Regions from separate parts of the Mus musculus genome. Here regions 1 and 3 are each linked to region 2. A link is a contact called in public HiChIP or PLAC-seq and promoter capture Hi-C data. All regions are on one chromosome and are shown on one strand. Each heading gives the region's core, a stretch centred on a gene start, on an enhancer-like site or on the middle of the called end of the contact. The rest is flanking DNA. Distances are from core to core; before and after follow the strand shown.

Region 1 (4,342 bases), core at 978-3,477, 240 kb after region 2:
AGATTCCTTTTCTTTGGGAAAAAAAGGCAATCCCTGTGAAAAAAATAATTTTGGCATATATCTTGATATATTTCTGACCTCATGTTTGAAGATCTAGGTAGTATCCACACCCCCTTCCCCCCGTAACTATAACTGTAAGATCAAGTTGAAGCTAAAGCAAGATGATACAAAGACACTATTATGATTTTACCAGAATCCTAGATTTTTAAATTTGTGTTCTCTAGCTATGTCATGTCCAACCTTTTACTGAGAACCCAGGCACAATAGAAGGAAGACATGAGAACCTTCACCTGGTTCTGAGCAAAGCAACAGTAATGTGCAGAAAATGAGATGAGTTCAGCCAGAGACATTTGAAAGATGCTGTGATGGTGTTGGTATGAGAACTGAGAACTGCTCACCTCCGTTCCATCTTGCTCTGTGAGCTCCCAGTGTCCTGGAGTCATCCTAAGCTCAGGGCAAGGTGAGGATGAGGAAGGCCAGGGACAGGCATGGAAGAAACAGAGTCAACGGGTAAGCTCTTTCTTCCGAAGAGGCAGCATGAAATGAAGGAACAACAGATAGTTGTTTCCAGTCTGTCCTTCTGGGTTTTGCTAGCATTTGTTAATCATTCCCAAGGATTGAGACCTTGAGTACATACTGGTGACACTGTTCAATATTTCTGGCATAGAGTTTCAATATTTCCTATACCTAGACTAGTTCATTATATAGTCCAGGCTAGCCCTGAATTTCTTGTCTAGCCCAGGCTCACCTTGAAATTATAGGCCTCCTGTCTTAGCTGAATTGCAGTCATATACTACCACATCCAGTTAGAACAGCACTGTTTTCTCTTAGCAGAACTGTATGGTGCTCCTGTGGTAGAAGGAAATAAAATGATGCACAGGTTCCCCACTTCCTGGGACTGGGGAGATGACATAATGGTAATGTGCTGTATAACAATGATGATCTGAGTTCAGAGCCCATGTAAAAGCCAAAGGTGGTGACGTTCCTCCATCATCCCAGCACTCCTATAGTGAGCTAGGAGGCAGAGACAGGAGAATTCCCAGGAGTTCACAGGCCTACTGCACCAGTGAATCTCAGAGACTGTCCCAACAGATGGGAGGCTACAGTAAACAGCTAAGGTAGTACTTTGACAAACATACAAACTCACTGTACATGTCTGCATACACACACACACACACACACACACACACACACGGGTGGGGGTGTTAAAAAATTCACAAGTTTCATATGTTGTAAAACTTAAACAAATTTGAACCCATAAGCCACACTGTAAAACACCTGAGACTCATTGAGGGTATAAGTAATAGAAATAAATGGAAGCGTGTATTTGAGTACGAGTGTGTGTGTGTGTGTGTGTGTGTGTGTGTGTGTGTGTACATGCACATGCGCAGTGAGATGAGACAAGGTCTCGATGTGTAGCCCTAGCTGGCCTGGAACTTGCTATGTGGACTAGGCTGTACTCAGACACAGAGCTGAGCTTGCAGAAGGTACATTTATGCACTGTCTACAGCCAAGAATGATCTGAGTCTTCTCCAACAAAAGTTCATCCAAGCCCGTCTCAAAGTATCCTAAATAAAGAAGGGCAACACGGCACAAACTTTGAGAACTTGGTAAGCCAATTGCTGCTTCCACATCACTCACCATGGTAAGCACTATGGTACCAGGACAGGGACAAGAATGCTTTCTGGGTCCTTCAGTATGCTTTGTGCAATGACCAGACTGGTAGCTTTGAGTGTTGGTAGCAGCATCTAGCACAAAGCCTGGCAAATAATGAGGCCTCAGCAACTACCACAATGGACAAAGGAAGAAAAAAGATCGTTACTGGTGGCTAAATAAGAAATAATACCAACTTTAGTATATCCTGTATATTTTTGTTTCTAGCCTCTGGAAGTGAACTCCATTTTTGGTTTTGGTTTTTTGGTTTTGTTTTGTGTGTGTGTGTTTGTGTGTGTGTGTGTGTGTGTGTGTGTGTGTGTTTTGTTTTTGTTTTTATTTTTGTTTTTGAACAAGCCTTGGGAACAAACTGTGGATATTAATTGCATAAGGGTACCTTTTGAAAAAAATATTGTTCCTTCTTAATTTTTCAGTCCAGTTAGACAAAGGCTAATTGCTAAGGGAATAAAAGCTGGAAAACTGCTTTGTTCAGCTTATTGTTTCAGGTTCCCCTTTGCAGTGTGGATGATGTGTTTATTTGACATAATAAATACCACCGGCCACTTTGTTCCAAGACCCAAAAGGCTGTGTGCTTGCTTGGGAGGAATTTCTCGGTTGTTTATACGTAAGGAAACACTACTCTGTTTTATTGGATGGGGCTGGGGCAGCTTCTTTCTTAAATAGGGAATGTAGAGCGGGGAGCTTTTTTCCATACACATCCAAGCTGAGAGGCCAGGAAGGATTCTTCCACGCTTGCTTCGGATGCCTGGCTGTTCTCAACTCCAGAGAGCAAGGGAGACAGAATTCATTGGAAATGTGTCTCCTTTGGTTAGGAGCACAGACCTTTACTTTATGTGTTGGCAGAGCCACTTAAGCCTGTGCTACATATTTTCTTAAAGTATTAGCTGGAACATTTGGCATGGAGAAAGTTGAAAACCAAACCAGATCACACTCTGTCAGCCAGAGCTAAGTGGCAGGATGCTGCCATTAACCTTTAATTAAGTAGCCTGGGGTGAGAAGGATTGAGGGTTTGGGTTATTTTACGGTTTACCTGGGGTTGGTTTCTTTCTTTCTTTCTTTTTTAATACATACCTTATTACATGAGAAAAGCAGCGGTGTGAAATACACACTTTGGGGTGAATTCCAGTGACTGCTGCAGAGTAACAATCCTCCCAAACTCTCTTTCCTTTTGATTTGCAGAAGGTACTCCTTAAATGGGCATAACTGGTGGCTGATTGGCTAATGAACTTCAGAGAAGGCTGAGTCAGAGCAAACAGTGGAAGCCAGCTACGTGTGTGTGTGTGTGTGTGTGTGTGTGTGTGTGTGTGTGTGTGTGTGTGTGAGTGAAGGGGGAGCAGTGGGCAAGGGGGCGGGGATGAAGGCAGTCTGCAAGCTTAGCAGAATGTTTGAACGAGACAAAGAGCAGTTCCAGCGACCAAATAAGGAAGTCGATGCTGAAATCTTTCAGAATAGAAGTGTGTCAGAGTGGAAGCAATCTGGGAGAGGGAAAGAAATGCGGCAGAATGGCAAAGGAATTTCTCTCTCTCTCTCTCTCTCTCTCTCTCTCTCTCTCTCACGCACACACACACACACACACACACACACACACACACACAAAGTCGACAGTGAACGCATCTCTAGCTATTAAACAGTGGTGAAACATAGAAACATACAGGCTGTGTCTAGCCTTTTCTGTGGTATTTTGTAGACAACTGCAGACATGCTTAGAAGCTCTTAGAAACTGCTGAAGTAATAAATAAACTGTATCTTGTAACACAGAGACACACAAAAACACACAAGATGAATACTGGGAAACTCCGTGGGCCCTCTCTTATCTGTAACTATTAAAACTTTGTAAATGAAAATAACTGAAGTTACTAAGAACCTTGAAAGACAATGTTTAACTATCTTAAACCTTGACTTTAAGCATCCTTTAAAAACAATGCAGACTACTTACCCTAATAGTCAAGTATCCATTATGTACTAGGAGTTCCTTACTGTGTATAGTTTAAATATGCAAGTTGTTACTGAAGTTGTTGAAGAGAACCTCCATTGTGTGTCTTCAAAATACCACCTTCCAGACTTCCCAAAGCAACATTATGAATGACAGTATGGATGAGGACTAATATTATTATTAGTAGTAGTAGTATTAGTATTTGTCTACACTATGGTTTAGACAGGACATGGCTTGAGAAGAAGAGTTTCAAATACTCCTAGGCATAATAAGAAATGCCATCTGATTTGCTTTGTGTTCTTGTCACTGGTTGGTGCCACAAACCCAACATTATGGAATTTCTTTCCTGATAACTAGAAACCTATTTAAATGGACACAGCTAATGAGGAATACAAGGCATTGGTCCTGAGTTAGCTTTTTCAAAATCTTGAATGAACCTAAGTCCTTTGACAGCTTTAAGTTAGGGTAGAGAACAGATCTGTTCTTCTCTTCCCACTCCAGATACACAGGGGGACCACCCACATTTGAATAAGGACGTATTAGACCTCTATCTAATAAGAACTAGAAGAGTCTGGGCACAGATCTGACAGATGGGCGATAAACAGTCTCAACACCCCAAAGACTGACCACCACCTTTAGATGACTGTAGCATGCTAAGTACATCCTGGGTCTACACCTCCTTAAATGTAAACATAATCTTCACTTAGTGCCACCTGCCCCACTCTTCTGTAACAT
Region 2 (4,743 bases), core at 1,841-4,340:
CTAAAGTCCTGTTTATCTCAGTCTTTTATTAAACCTGTGAGGGGTCTGTTTCCCCTTAACTCGGTTACTGCTTGCTTGAGACCTAAGATTTTACATCACTCTGTGTCACTTCCCCACTGCCATTACTACATTCCTGAATTACCTTTTACAGTATTTTAGAATTGAAACTTATCATAGATGTATGAATCACCTTTCCTGCAGGCTTATATCTAAAAGATACTGCCCTTGTAATTTCAAACTGTTTTTGTGGAGAATACAACCTACTGAGGGCATATTTCAGACATTAAAGACAAACAAATAAACAAAACAAGCAAAAGTCCCCACCTCCGTTCGGCCTTTTATAGTGCTAAGCAAGAAGCACACACATGACTCAACCCATCACCAACCACATCTTGTCAACGACGGGGCCATGGCAAGTGTTCCACATAGCTGTCACTTATCACTTCTGAGGCTGTTCTCCTCCAGTCTGCTGTGAAGCAAATTGTTTAGCTGTGATGTTGTATATCTCCAATTAACTCTCAATTTAAAGACCTTAATTATCTTATATCAACTAGCCAAGTACATAAATAGCTCATATTGAATCATGCTTACACTAATAATAAGACCCTCAAGGTTTGGCACCGATGTTTATCTCAGATAGGCTTCCAAAAACCATGATCATGATTCCCAACTCTCCAAACATCTTGAATCTTCAAATGTTGGCTGGATATCTTGTGAGAACAAGTTGGTTTTTTTGTTGTTGTTGTTGTTGTTGTTTTTTGGGTTTTTTTCAAGAGCTACAGTGTCTGTCTCCAGACCTGGCTTCAAATCAGACTGCAAAGTCAGATGAAATGAGAGGAGAAATTTTATCAAAATATTTTGGAGCTCCAAAACTGGGTAAAGGTTCATGGGAAGAAAATGTTTATTTCCTTTCAAACCAGTTAAGTGCAGTTTGTACCTATCCATGTTTATGTTCAACCTGTTATTACAGTAATAAATTGGACTGTTCCCCTAACTGAAAGTGAGAATAACTATTCAAGTAACTTTTATATTTATATTCTTGGATCCTTTCCCTGGTGTAACACACTAGAGTGGCAATATAAAAACAAGCTGTGTTTTTATTTAAATTGTTTTAATATATAGGCACCATAACTAAATACTTACTGGTGGTTAAGTAGTGTATTCAAGTTAAAGGGAAAACAAAAATAACAACAACAACAAAAATAAACAAAAGAATGAGCTGAAGTAAAATGGAAGTAATTCTTTACATTGTGTATGATTGTCCACATTCCTCAAGGTTGGAAAAATACATATTTGGTCAGTTATCCTAGGGAAGTTAGCCATTGCTTTTGGTTTTAGCTGAAGCATAGTGAAATGTTTCAAATCTCTTGCTAGAAAAAAAATAAAAAGGTGAAGCCTGGTGAGATGGCTCAGTGGAGGAGGGTGCCTGCCACCAAGCGTGAGGACCTGAGTTCAATCCTCCAGCTCTACATGATGACAGGATAGAGCAAGCTCCTGCAAGTTGTCCTCTGATTTCTCATGCCCTATGGTGTCTGTTTGAACACACACAGATCTCTAAATAAATATCCGAATGTAAATTTGAAGGCCATGGTGATGCAAGTTCAGACTAAATTTGCCTTAAAATTAAATAAAGTTATGGAATTGACTTTAACCCTACATTCTTCTTTGTTCAAATGTCCTGCGCCCATTCCATAGCATCCCCTTTTCAGTTTCCAGAAGGCCAGCAGCCACACAAGCTTGGACACATAATAAATCTTAGGGGTTTTTAATTGAATTTCAAATTACACTGGGAATACATTACAATAAACCCAGGTCTTTGGGGGGAAATCTTCTCCACAGTGAACTTCCTTCCCTGTCTTGGAAGCCATCTTCCAAGCCCATAACCTCATGCTCACATCAACCTGAATTTTAACCTGTCCCCAGCCCTCCCCTGAGAAAAAATGGATCTGTTGACCTGCAGAAAACGGCCTTTCACAGATTTGGGTAAATTTATAACATATAATAAAGTTAAGTATAGATTCGTAATTTGACATTTAAAAATAAATCCACCTGAGTACATGCTATGTGCGGAATTTTTTTAGCATCATGCACTATTTTCCGTAATCCTCACAGCAATGGAGGAAAATGGACCCAGGAAATAGAAATAACACTCCCAATGTGTTAGGGTGGGAAACGGTGCAGTCTGAGGCCCAATAAATCAAGTCTTTCTGTGTTGCAGGTGAAATCAGGTTTCGTTTCCTTTCCTGTTTTCCTTGGAGAGGGGCTGTGTAGATCATTGTCCAGGCAGCACACACAACTAAACCCACGCTCTCCCGTAAGGCTCACTTTTCATCTAATAAATTTCATCTAATTAATTAATTGTAGCTAATTTCCCCTAAAACAACCAGCCTCAAAATCAAAATGACCTCCATCGATTCTGTTGATTCTTCCAGCACAGCAGCCTACAGGCAGATTGGGCCCACTTCACCTGAAGGGAACTAGTCACGTTATAGTTCAGGATCCTTAGATCCAGGGGCTGGGGAGATGATGGCTCGGTGTGGGGCACTCGCTGCTTTTGCACAGGACCAGCGTTTGGTTCCCAGGCCCCTGGCTGCTGTCTCACAGCTTCAGAGAATCAGGCATCTTCTTCTGGTCTCTTCATGCACACAAGCACACATTCTCCCCAGTCTCTCTCCCTCCTCCCTTCCTCCCACCTTCCTTTTTTCCATGCTTCCCTCCCTTCCTCACTCCTCAAATAAAACTGAAAAAAGAAAAAAAAATCCTTTAAAGTCACTAATTGTTACCTGTTATACCAACATGTCATTGCTGGTCTTCGGTGGGGACAGGACCAGTCCACAGCTTTGCCCTGGCAAAATGTTTTAGTCTGTTCCCCCTGGCTGGTGCTTTAGTCTGTTTCCATGAAGGCCTTGTATGGTCCCTGACCCCAGCCTGCTGCCATCGGATTCCTTCTCAGCTTTTCACATTCCCAGGCAGAGATAAACTGCAATCGAGCTTAAAGGATCAGGAAGGCTTTCCCTTTGTGTGAGGGGTGATTAAGTTTGATCTGTGTCTGCTGCTGCTGCTGCGGTCATTTTCTTCCTTCTGCTTCTGAAACATAAGACTGTCCAATGGATACTTACTCCTCAGGTCCCTGGGGACTGCCCTAATTATGTCTTCATCCTGATACTGGCTTTCTTTCAGAGGGAAAGGCTGTGTCCAGCGGGTGACAATTCTATTTCAGTTAGCGAGAGTTCTGGCTGGTAAGATGAGAACAACTTGAAATTAGGATCGATGGCTTCATGTTTTGACTTCTTTTTTTTTTTTTTTTTAGGCAGAAGGTATGTTTGAGTGTGTGTTGTTTTGTTTGTTTGTCTTTCTTACTTCTTTCTTTTTTTTTTTTTTAAAATGAGGGCATCTATGTTTAAGTTTAAGATGAGGTATTAAACTCAGTATTCTTTTTTTTTTTTTTTTTTTTTAAAGATTTATTTATTTATTATATGTAAGTACACTGTAGCTGTCTTCAGACACTCCAGAAGAGGGAGTCAGATCTTGTTACGGATGGTTGTGAGCCACCATGTGGTTGCTGGGATTTGAACTCCTGACCTTCGGAAGAGCAGTCGGGTGCTCTTACCCACTGAGCCATCTCACCCTTTCTTACTTCTTTCTCTTTCCAGCTTCTTATTTTACCCATTAAGAAGTCACCCGCTAACACCGGGTGATGGGAAGTGAACTCCATTCTGCCCGAGAAAGCCTTCAGGTTATTAAACATTCTCTCACTGAACCAAAGTCCATCAGAGGCCTTCCCTGAACCAGCAGAGCTTTGAACGGATAGGAAGAAAAACTCGCTTGCTGGTTGTGTTTTTCAACACTGTGACCAACATTCTGAGAAACCGTTTTTAAAAGGAGCCCAGGCCGACATTGTCAGTGGTTTCTGTTCATGCCCCACTAGCTCCCTTGTTTCAAGCCTGTGGTGAGGCCGGGTGGCAAGGCAGAGAAGACTGAGACAAACAGAGATGCTCACTGCCTAGTGGATAGAACGCAGAGACAGGCAAGAAGCCGGAGGTACATGATAAACCCTTCTGGAACATTCTCCAATTCAGCTGTACTTCGTAATGACACCATAGGATTTGGAATCTATCAAGGGGTTAATCCGCACATTAGGACAGAGTACTAATGATTCAGTCAGTGATGGGATCCAACAGCTGGAGACAAAGCCTTCAGCAAATGTTTGAGAATTTCATAAGCAAGCCATGGCAATGCTGGGGTGATAAAGGCCTATTTTGCATCATGGTGTTATCAGATTAGCAGGCAAGTGGTGAAGCTTTTATCGGGTGTTACTGCTCATTTCTCCCCTCCCTTCATACCCCTGCCTGCCTCTCTCCCTCTCCCTCCCCCCTCTCTTCTCTCTATCCCCCAACTTTCTAACTCATAGAAAGGCAGAATTATTCCAAGCTGTTGACTGCTTGTGGGAGGAGTAGTTGGTCTCAGAATTCCTCCTGTCAAAGACTGTCTCCCTGCTAATGAGTGCAGTTCCTTCCAGTGAAACTTAGACTTGAAAGAAAACAGTGGTCAATAACACAGACACTCTCTTCAAGGTCTATGCAACCATGTGGCCTTCTTGTTACTTAGAATCCAATGAACCTGGGGAGGGTGTTCCCTATCTCTACCCAGCTCAAGCTGGGAAGATTTGGAGTGGTAACTGCCTTCCTCTGTCTATTTCCATTGTTTAGGGTTTTGTTTGTTTGTTTGTTTCTTCCCTCTCTT
Region 3 (4,756 bases), core at 1,448-3,947, 220 kb after region 2:
GATCATTTATTCCTTACTCACTGTCAAGAAGATAGCATTATCTACATCTTACAGATGAGAAACTGAGTTCAGAAAGGCTGTGCGACATACGTCCACGCCCACGTGACTTGTTAAAGACATCAGAACCTAAGCAAGTAGACTGGCTTCACTGGTCCTCCTCTCAACACTTTAAAAATATAACATTCAGCTTTCAATCATTCACTTTATTGGCACCAGGGAGATAGCTGTGAAAGAAGCTAGCATAAAGTAATGGTGATCATGTGAATTTTTCTAAACTTAAGCATCAAACATTAGACTGTCTTCTCTTCATAAACTTCTGTGGATCGTGGGTTCCACTGTGGCTGGTTCATACTATCAGCACCCCAAATTACCTTTTGGGCTAAAAATGTTCTTGTCATAGTAATCCAAAACAAAAGACTCCCTTAACACACATACACACACACACTTTTTAATTTTTTCTATATTATAAACTTTATCACAAAGCACATAAAATCATCACTTTATTCCTTAGGAGCCATTAATTTCAGACTTTTCAATATAAACATACTGAAGAGAAATACAATTTGACAGGGAAATAGCATCTCCTTTTAAAACCTATATGTGGAAGTTCCATTTAAACATCTGTTTTACTTATACATGCCCTTATTCCCGAACACCTTACTCAGGAGTAGCCGCAAACGCGCATTCTATTTTGTGATTATTAGCCATGTAATGCACCGTGTATAAGCAACTGTGCCATATTCTTGTATTTTCTTTCTCTTTGCAGCAGCACATACAGTCATGTAGAAGTTTCTTTAATATTCACAATCAGCGGTGTGGCTTCAAAATGGTTCCCTGCACGGTTCTTCGAGTAGACTGTCTAGCTCTCTGCAGCTTTGTTCCTCGCTCAGTCTTGGTGTTTTTTCTTTACAGTTCTTTACTCTGCTTTTAGTATAAGTTTTGTGAAGCCTCTTTTACTTGACTTAACAACCACCGAATGGTTTTCATATAGTTTCATTAGTGTTCATTATCATTTTCTCCTTGCTGTAGGGTCAAAGCAATTTAAAAACTGTTCCTCCTGATCCCGCCTGTGCCATTGGGAGGAGGTGCAGGGTGTGCTGACTGCAGTGATAAATCCAAAAATCCACATCTGTCTGGCTTGGTCTCAGCCTCATGAAACATCAAAAACAAAATAAATATTTTACCAATTAATTTTTTACATTACTCAATCTAGCTTCCCTTTTGTAGTCTTTGAGTCTGTATTTCCCCCCCCCGCCCCCCCCCACACACAAAATTATCCAGCATTATCTCTTACCTCATGTTTTCTCCCTCCTGTAGACAGTCATTGGGAAAATGTTGCTGTGGATAGACCCAATAGTAACCTGTAGGAATTGTCCACTTTCTGGAGTTAGGTTACATATTTAAATATGTATATGCCTATGTGAATGTGGTTTTTAAAGAGCAAGTAATGAATTTGCACTATAATTGTTCAAAATGAGCTCTGTTTAAATGTTAAAATAATATTACCATCCCCTAAAAGGAGTCACATTTCTCTCCTGCACTCTGTGTGTGTGTGTGTGTGTGTGTGTGTGTGTGTGTGTGTGTGTGTGTGTGTGTGTGTGTTTGTATTGACAGTTATGTAAGCTTGTCTCTAGGGACTCGAAGAACACATACAGTGAACACCTATAGCCATCCCCTGGTCCTAATGAGTCACTGGTAAGTCAGGACTGTAAAGGGTGACTCGGGTTCTAGCACAAACTACCCAGAAGTCTACAGCAATGCTGGCTCATAGGCCAACTCAGGACAGTGCTTGCACATGGTGTTACAGGTACTGGAAGAAACTCCCGGGGCCTGTGAAGGCATCAGGAGCTTGGTTTACAATGTGAGAGAGACTTGGAGACCATCAATTCACAAGCAACCACCAAAGTGTGGAGGCAAAGACTCTTCAAAGGCGAGCCAGGCCTGAGAGTCTGGATTTCTTTGCACCTGCCTTTAAGCCAAGTGGTGACCCCTGGGAGGTGACAGGGAGACCCTGGGTTTCCCCAGCTCCTTCTCCCTTGGAAGTGCATGTCAAATGTGAGTTTCCTAGCAGATTCCTAGAGAGTGTGAAGCTGTTAAGTGCATAGTAGTCTACTCCAACAGACTTTTCTCATCCCAAGCAGACCCTGCTGGGCCACAAACAATACTGCTTTGTGAGCTCTGGTCAGTCTGCTCACAGGATACCTGTGGGGATTTCTTTTCCTGACTCTGTGAAGCAGCTGCCCTGAGACTTGGCAGGCAGGCACACTGAGCTCAGGGATATTCTGGCTGTGGGTGCCTTCCAACCCAGAGTGATCTCCCAGACATTTCCCTTTTGATGAAGCCCCAGGTTTTTTTGTAATGAAAGGCCATTACATGTGACATATAATGGGGCCCTGGCTGTGTTTCATTAACTTTTAATTTAGGCTGTTAGCATGGAATTAGTTAGCAGACTGGAGAATCAATCAGCTAACCAGTGGGACTCCATCTTAACAAGGAGAGTCCTGTAGGTGTTCAGATGTTAGCTCTGTGTGTGTGTGTGTGTGTGTGTGTGTGTGTGTGTGTGTGTGTGTGTGTGTGCAGGCTAAGGGGCTTTGCTCTTTGCTCCCAGCCCTACAGTCAACCACAGCTCCTGCTTCCTTGCTGCTGTCAAGTTAAGTCCCTGGCCAGAACACTGTGTGCATCACCCAACACTTATCTTCTCTGCAAACCCGAGTGTGAGTCATGACATCCAAAGAAAATTCCTTTTGCATGCTGATGAACTCAAGGGCTTTCAGAATTAAACCAAAATAAGTAACTCCGAGAATGGTGAAAATTTTGAACAGTTGCTCTTTGGCTAGAGGGCCCCGACATTCTGGGAAGATGTAAGTCTTCAGACATTCTCCAAGTCATCTTGAAGTTTCTGTATATGCTTCAGGGATGAAATCACTTCCCTCCTAGATTCTATCGCTGGATTAGAAGATCTGACAGCTGCTAATCTGGGCCAAACGACATAGTAAATAACTTCAGTTTCCAACCTAATGTCCCATCATCTCAAAGGAAGATGGCAGCCTAGCAGGCAGCTGGGGTTTACCCCAGTGGTTCTGAAGGATCTTCTAGGGATTTACAGAGCATCACATGACCGATTGGGAGAGGACAAGTTGTTCAAGTAGCTTCAGAAAGCCACAAGGAGACATGAATAGAGGGAGAAAAGTACTATAAGAAACGAAATACCAAGGCCCAGTAAAAAATGATAGACTAATGCAAAACACACATACCAGAAGAGTAACGTGCTCACAGACATCCACATTTAAACATCACAGAATGTACTATGAAGTACTACCCAGTCTTCATTTTAGAATAATTTACTATATCACACTCAGACATATGCATACTCAGTACAACAAGAAAAAAGACTAGATGAATAAATAATAGAATCATAGCCCTATTCTCTTCAGGCAGTGATCATCTGTGATCAAGTTAACATCTGTAGCTGTTAACTCACCTTTGGAAGGTCACTAGAAGTCGGCTCTCACAGTTTAACAGTTATTATATAGAAATGCTTATTTGTCCTAAAGCAGAAAAGATAATTGAGGGGTTCCTAGAGGAGGAAAACCTTTGATTCAATCTACAGCTTTAAAAGTCCTAAAGCCAGGTGGGGACATTCCTGGGTAGTAGAACGGTTAACACCCGAGAAGCTTTCCCAGGGTGTCCTTTGTATCCTGTATCCTGGGGTCCCACATGTGCAGATTCAGCCAAGCACAGACCAGAAAGGCTTGGATAGGAATTGCATGGGTATGTTTTTACCCTGCCATTATTCCCCCAAACAATACAGGGCAGCTACTATTTACATGACATGTTTCATTAGTGTTTCTACCATAAAGATGTTCTGAATCATACTAGGGGCTTGGGACATGGCTCAGCCTGTAAGGGTGCTTGGAGCCAAACCTGATTACCTGAGTTCAATCCCTGGGTGGGACCTGTGCTGGCTGGTTTTATGTGTCAACTTGACACAGGCTGGAGTTATCACAGAGAAAGGAGCTTCATTTGGGAAAATACCTCCAAGAGATCCAGTTGTGGGGCATTTTCTCAATTAGTGATCAAGCGGGGAGGGCTCCTTGTGGGTGGTGCCATCCCTGGGCTGGTAGTCTTGGGTTCTATAAGAAAACAGCTGAGCAAGCCAGGAGAAGCAAGCCAGTAAGAAACATCCCTCCAAGGCCTCTGCATCCACTCCTGCTTCCTGACCTACTTGAGTTCCAGTCCTGACTTCCTTAAATGATGAACAGCAATGTGGAAATGCAAGCTGAATAAACCTTTTCTTCCCCAACTTGCTCCTTGGTCGTGATGTTTGTGCAGGAATAGAAACCCTGACTAAGACAGGACCTAAATGGTAGAAGGAGAGAACTGACTTCCACACGTTATCCTGTGACCTCCATATACACCGTGGTACCTGTGGAGTGGGATGCAAACACGCCCTTCTACTATTCCCCACCACACACATGGAAGGCTAGGGAATATGCATAGCTTATATACAAAAACTATGGCACTCAGAGAGCGCTCTTGCACATCACATAATTTTGTCTTCTGTTGAGGAGCTATTGAGCCAATCTTCCCTGAATACCAGGGGCAACTGCATTCAGCTTCCACACATACTGGTCATCAGTCCAGCATGCTAATTAACGTTCTTCACTGCCAGGCACCCCCCCACACACACACACACACACTGATCTACTATGCGTGGATCATGAACCATTTTGAAAGAAGATGAGACCGCTTAGCA

Evidence for each region. Promoter capture Hi-C pulls out the DNA fragments that hold promoters and counts their contacts. HiChIP or PLAC-seq counts read pairs in DNA pulled down with a chosen protein or histone mark.
Region 1: a promoter capture Hi-C map of cranial neural crest shows a contact between it and region 2. The contact joins two enhancer-like sites. A contact is called at or near these places in 1 of 39 promoter capture datasets (cranial neural crest), 1 of 484 Hi-C or Micro-C datasets (ventricular fibroblasts) and 6 of 115 datasets of contacts at active chromatin or transcription factors (embryonic hindbrain, embryonic limb bud, extraembryonic endoderm stem cells and 3 more).
Region 3: a contact with region 2 is called in an H3K27ac HiChIP or PLAC-seq map of extraembryonic endoderm stem cells. The contact joins two enhancer-like sites. A contact is called at or near these places in 3 of 39 promoter capture datasets (cranial neural crest, frontonasal cranial neural crest and second pharyngeal arch cranial neural crest) and 2 of 115 datasets of contacts at active chromatin or transcription factors (extraembryonic endoderm stem cells and trophoblast stem cells).

The regions. Positions count from the first base shown.
Region 1 is chr8:61,605,631-61,609,972 of GRCm38.p6, reverse strand. All of the region lies in intron 10 of Palld (palladin, cytoskeletal associated protein), which reads left to right. Among named protein-coding and RNA genes, the nearest start is that of Gm35254, 13 kb to the left of the region's middle. Within about 2 kb of position 2,227, at least 210 of the 459 cell types and tissues checked have an H3K27ac peak or open chromatin away from gene starts, as enhancers often do. A contact at or near this core is called in extraembryonic endoderm stem cells, where this site is marked.
Region 2 is chr8:61,847,133-61,851,875 of GRCm38.p6, reverse strand. All of the region lies in intron 2 of Palld (palladin, cytoskeletal associated protein), which reads left to right. Among named protein-coding and RNA genes, the nearest start is that of Palld, 53 kb to the left of the region's middle. Within about 2 kb of position 3,090, at least 16 of the 459 cell types and tissues checked have an H3K27ac peak or open chromatin away from gene starts, as enhancers often do. A contact at or near this core is called in extraembryonic endoderm stem cells, where this site is marked.
Region 3 is chr8:61,627,057-61,631,812 of GRCm38.p6, reverse strand. The region is part of intron 10 of Palld (palladin, cytoskeletal associated protein); the gene reads left to right. It overlaps Gm35254 (a long non-coding RNA gene), which reads right to left. Exons shown (of 2, transcript XR_001778560.2): 1 at 1,295-4,756; 2 at 488-1,149. Among named protein-coding and RNA genes, the nearest start is that of Gm35254, 9.0 kb to the right of the region's middle. Within about 2 kb of position 2,697, at least 40 of the 459 cell types and tissues checked have an H3K27ac peak or open chromatin away from gene starts, as enhancers often do.